Linked DNA regions of Zea mays: region 1 is linked to region 2. A link is a contact called in public Hi-C data. All regions are on one chromosome and are shown on one strand. Each heading gives the region's core, a stretch centred on a gene start, on an enhancer-like site or on the middle of the called end of the contact. The rest is flanking DNA. Distances are from core to core; before and after follow the strand shown. Region 1 holds the start of LOC100277450. Region 2 holds the start of LOC100281114 (B-box zinc finger family protein).

The links. Hi-C and Micro-C count contacts between places; a contact is called where the count stands out from the background.
Region 1: a contact with region 2 is called in a Hi-C map of tassel, with 3 times the contacts expected there. The contact joins the promoter of LOC100277450 here to the promoter of LOC100281114 in region 2. A contact is called at or near these places in 3 of 25 Hi-C or Micro-C datasets (ear, endosperm and tassel).

The regions. Positions count from the first base shown.
Region 1 is chr9:111,059,901-111,062,600 of Zm-B73-REFERENCE-NAM-5.0, reverse strand. LOC100277450 reads right to left here and starts at 1,375. Exons shown (of 1, transcript XM_008661654.4): 1 at 498-1,375. The coding sequence starts at 1,095. The coding sequence ends at 826.
Region 2 is chr9:110,752,734-110,755,433 of Zm-B73-REFERENCE-NAM-5.0, reverse strand. It overlaps LOC100281114 (B-box zinc finger family protein), which reads left to right and starts at 1,418. Exons shown (of 1, transcript NM_001154033.2): 1 at 1,418-2,515. The coding sequence starts at 1,556. The coding sequence ends at 2,224.

The DNA.
Region 1 (2,700 bases), core at 126-2,625, 310 kb before region 2:
AACTAAAAGAGTTATAGTTCAATTTACGATGAATCTAGTAATCGGTCAGAGTTAATAATGATTGATTTAGAACAAACTAAAAAGATGAGCTTACGTGGACAGAGGGAGTACTACTTTTGATGTTTGTAATATTTCTTAGTTATTAGAGACAATACTCAAAAGTTGTGCTTTGCTTGTTACTATTGCACATTTGATCAAAAAAAATTATGCAGGTGGAATACCCAGTTGTGAAATCCTGGATCGGCCCGCTGTGAACTCTGGTTACCGTGCGATCTGGCTATCGAGAGTCGGCCGGCGTACCTAGACGTATGTAGGTGTCGGCAAAGAAAAAACCGCTTTCTTTGTGTGTTTTCCCCCCTGATCGAGAGTCGGCGTCAGGCGACACGGACCAAGCACCGTACTTCTAGACGGTACGTATGTAGGTGATGGCAAAAAAAAAAAAGGCGCATTTTTGTGTGTTTTTTCCCTGAACAAGTAATCCATCTGTCGGCAGCGAATGAGTGAAAATAAAAGAACATCCTCGGATAGCTTAACCACGGGCCTTCGATCTCATATACTAGCATATACTAGCAAATACGCCAAGAGCATGTCCGCGCTGGAAATCGGTGGAGTAGGCTAAAGTTGGCACTTTGGCAACAGAGGTTCAGGTTCGAATTCAACTTCTTACCAAAACGGGCGACCACCAAATGCACCTCTCTTCTCGATGACTTGGTCGATCTGGAGATCGGAGTAGTGCCGGAGGTGAAGACGCGAATGAAGATAGTAGAAGGAAATTAAAACCGGCCGGCCGTCGATGGTGTACGTCGTCGACCTTCTTCTTCTATTCTAGTCATGCAGGATAGCCGGGTAGGTGACGAGGCGCCTGGCGCAGGCGGTGCAGGCGAACCTCCGCTTGGTCCTGCGGCAGAGCGGCAGGCAGCAGAGCGCCCACTCGGCCTCCACGTCCGTGGCCGCCACCACGCCGCCGCAGTAGGGGCAGCTCCCGGGCGCCTTCTGCACGCCCAGCACCTTCTCCGCCTTGCCGCACAGCAGCATAACCGCCGGGCCGGACGACGACGACGCCGACCCTACTGCGGCCGCGGCCATCCCCGCCATCGTACCTATCGCGATATCGATCCCGGCCTCTCTCTTTCTATGTGACTGTGAGGGACGTACAATACGAGTATAGGACACACCAGCTAGCTAGCTAGCTGAGGCTCTCCTCTCGCAGGTGCTTGACCGCAGGCAGGACGACGTGTGTGTTCGCTCGGTGCTTCTTTGGGCTAGCTAGCTAGCTAGCTGCTAAGGACAAACATCACGTCACGGGTGCTGTGCCGGGGGTACCGTACGTGCAGTGCAGCAAGCGCGCGCTGGCCGGCGAGCGAGCTGTGCGCCGGTGGGGCTCGCGTGTTAACGCCGGTGGGGTTATCGCAATTAATTCTCTCCTGCCTCTGTGGTTGGTGCAGTTGCCGACTTGCCGTGGCTGTCTTTACGGCGGCGTGCGCGTGAGCTCTCGCTGGGATTTACCGTCGTATGTGGGCACCGCACTGCGTGCCCAGTGCGGCTCTCGTCAGCCGACTCTGTCGTCGTCGTCGTTGCGGGCGTGGAGAGCCGATCGGACGACTGGACGAGGGGGCGAAACACGCGCGCGCGTGGTGGCGTCGTCGTCGAGTGCGGGTTGACGTGAGGGCCGCCGGCCGCGCGGGGCGGCAAAGCAAACTGCGTTTGCATGGCTCGGCGCGCGGTGGACGGGGACAGCTGGACAAGAGGACGCGGCGGAGATGCGCGCGCCGGCCGGGCCGCTTTTGCTTGGGCTTATTTGGACCGGTCACATGTACTGCTTGGCGCTGTGAGGGCCTGTGGGGGTGCGCGGCGTAGTGGCTAGCCTGGGCACTGGGCAGGGTAGTATCCCACGTCCTTCATTTCAATTGGTGCGCGTCGTTGCATGACCTGGGTCTCCACTCTCCAACCTCATCATCATCATGCCTGTGTGGCTGTGTCCCACACACCGTGCCCGTACATGTATACTGTCCCCAGTCCCCAGGATGTCTATCTTTTACATTGGAAACTTAGGACTGTTAGCTTCGAATTAAAAACAATTGTGCACTGATGTAGATGTAATCTATAGAAACAAAAATATTGTAGATGCAGTAGAAACCGGTACAGATTAAATCCAAATGAACAGTTGTCTCTATATCTATCCTTTATAGATTTTTATAAAAGTTTCTTTCTCTCTATCTAATTTTTCTCTCTAGTAACATTATCTATATATTGTCCTCTCTACATCAAAAGCACATAATATTTTAGTTTTGTTTAATTTGTTATCTAAAATATAAAAATAATTAGAGGAGAGAAGAGAAAGTCCATACATATACCATGTGATTGGTAGCCCGGCCGGCTATGTGCAGGCTCAGCGGGTGCATTGACTATGGTCGTGCACGTGATTGGTCCCCTGCTTAGGATGAGACGAGTCTGCTCACGCGCATGCAGCACAGTTAATTTTTTAGCTCCCGCTTGCACGCGTGGGTATACGGGGAGGAGGCTTCTCTGCTAGTCTAGGTCGGCACGAGCCTAGCACTCGTGGGCACTGAAACCAATCACGCGGATAGAGGATGAGTGGAGTGTCTATTTAGAGAGAGTTTTAGAGGATATTTTTAGAGACTATATAGGAGAAAATATTCTCTATATTTAGGATAGAGGAACAAATAGAGTCTAGGTCTT
Region 2 (2,700 bases), core at 169-2,668:
CCTGGCATCTCCGGTCGTTTTCCTTCCCTTGGGCCGAATCTGATCCGCCGACGAGGTGCCGCCACGTCGCCCGATCTTCTATAGGGTTCTCGTAACAGTCCGAAAATCTGAAATAATATCTCTCGTACAAGGCATGTTTAAGCCCCGTTTGGAGGGCTGTTTCAGCTTCACTCCTCTAAGAAAAATAGCTTCCTCATTATTTTCAGTAAGGACAAACACTCTATTTGGCAAAAAGTCGTTGAAGAAGCCCTACCAAAAGGGAACTAATCACTAGCTAAGCTAAAAATTAGTCTAAATTAGTTCTAGTATATCTATATAGAAGAGTTAATTTTAATAAAAAAGCTTTTAACTAGTTGTTAGCTAACCAGTATGCTAGTTTTAGCTAATTTAGACAATTTTTCTAATCGAACCAAGTAAACAGTTATAATTTATGCCAACATACCCCCAATTTGGAAAGTTGGAGAGGCGACGAACTCGTGAGATTACGAGGCACGTTAAAGCAAAGCAATCATCACCAGCAGACAGAGTACGATGGCCCAGGATCAGAGAACCCATCTAGGGTACCGTTTGGTTCAAATATTTGTAACGTAATGGTTAATTGATAACGTTAAATCATGTTTGTTTTAGTCTAACCGTAATCAGATACCATACTAAAAATTGATACCGGACTATTCAAATTTGTTACCGCCCGTAATCGAGTGTAAACCATTACCATTAGCCTTTATGTTACATTTCGTGAACCAAACAGCACCTAGATTCGTACTTACCACGCAGGGCCGCGAGATCTAGATGTGGCCTGGGTTTCATGCGAGCCGTTACCACCGGCACGTCATCAGTGGGCGGAGAGGACAGCCACCAGTTGGTGCGGACTTTGACCTGCCCGGCCGGTCGCCGGTCGACACGTACATACATACAATACAAGCGTCGTGTCGAGCGCGGCACCGTGTCCGTCGGTCGACCTTGTGGTCGGATATTTTCGGAGGCGAGGCAAGACAAGACGGTAGATACCACCACCGCTTTGTTTTACCAGCGAGGGTGAGTCCACGCGCACGCAGTAGGGCAAAGGCAAAGGAAGCCGAAAGGCAATTCCGCCTTTGGTGCAACGTGCAAGAATAGTATTTGTTTCGAGCACGACGAGGTTTCTGTGGACGAGGGTCACTCTACGTACGTACGATGACGAAGAGGCGCCGACCGCCATGCCAGCGAGCGTGTCCCGTGCCCCCGCATAGGATCCAATCGTTTCCTTCTCGGTTGGAGTAACTATAACCACTTGTGCAGCACAGCACAGGGAGAGCTCTCATGTCCGGACTGCACGGTCGATCGCACACAGCCGCGACTTGCGAGCGTCCGTCCAGCCACCCGGACCCGGCAGCCACCGCTCCTTAAATACGCGCCACGCTTAGCTCTCGGTCTCGCTACGCTTAATCGCTTCGCTTCCGCCCTCCATCGATCACCTCCAAAGATCGAGAGCGGCTCGCTCGTCAAGCGCTCCATCGAGCCGTCGGTGCAGGAGCCAAATCATATATATATAGGCGGACAGGAGGAAGACCCGCCGATGGGTCACCACCGCGGCGGCTGCCGCTGCGAGCTCTGCGGCGCGCCCGCGGCCGTGCACTGCGCGGCGGACGCGGCCTTCCTCTGCGCCGCCTGCGACGCCAAGGTGCACGGCGCCAACTTCCTCGCGTCGCGCCACCGCCGCACGCGCCTCCTCCTCGCGGCGCCGGACGAGTGCGGGTACGAGTCCGGGGCGAGCTCCTGCGTGTCCACGGCGGTCGACTCTGCGGCGCCGCCGCCGCGGCGGACCCGCGGGGGCGGCAGCCCGGGCCCGCGCTCGCGCGGCGAGGCGGTGCTCGAGGCGTGGGCCAGGCGGACGGGCCTGACGGCGGCGGACGCGCGCCGGCGCGCCGCGGCGGCGGCGCGGGCGCTCCGGGCCCACGCCCACGGCCTCGCCTCCGCGCGCGTCGCGCCGCGCGTCGCCATGGCCGCCGCGCTGTGGCGGGAGGTGGCGGGGCGCGGCGGGACCGGCGGCGGCGGCCACGGCCACGGCGAGGCGCTGCGGCGGCTGGAGGCGTGCGCGCACGTGCCGGCGGGGCTCGTGGTGGCGGTGGCCAAGTCCATGGCGCGCGCGCGCGGGCGGGGGGACGAGGCCGACACGGACGCCGCGGCGGAGGGCTGGGACGAGTGCGCCTGGGCCGGGCCCAAGTCCAGCCCGCCACGTCCTTGATCTTTTCTCGTGCTCGCTGATGAAATGAAGAACGAAACCGAACGAATGGGAGGACACAGACTTCGGGATTTGTGGACCTTGTTTGTTTTGCGCAAGGCCCAACAAAACTTGTGGTTTTAGAATAGGAGACACAGCATATATTAAAGTATTGATTAGACTTGTGAGCTAATGTGGCTCCAAATGCGGTGCCCGGGTGCCCACAATGTTCGCTAAACTGCAATTATCCGCATCACTATTACATGATATATATCTAGACATAAATCTAAAGAAGATAAAGCATCTTATACTTCAGCTTCGAGGTGTGACATCATGATATCAATTATACGAGAGAGATGGGGTTATATGCCTAAAACTGTTTTAATAGAGTGTTGACAAAACAATATGCACACACATATAATAGAGTGTTGACAAAACTCTACATCCTATGTGATCTATATGTTTAGATGTAAGTGTTGACAGTGTGGAACTAAGAACCT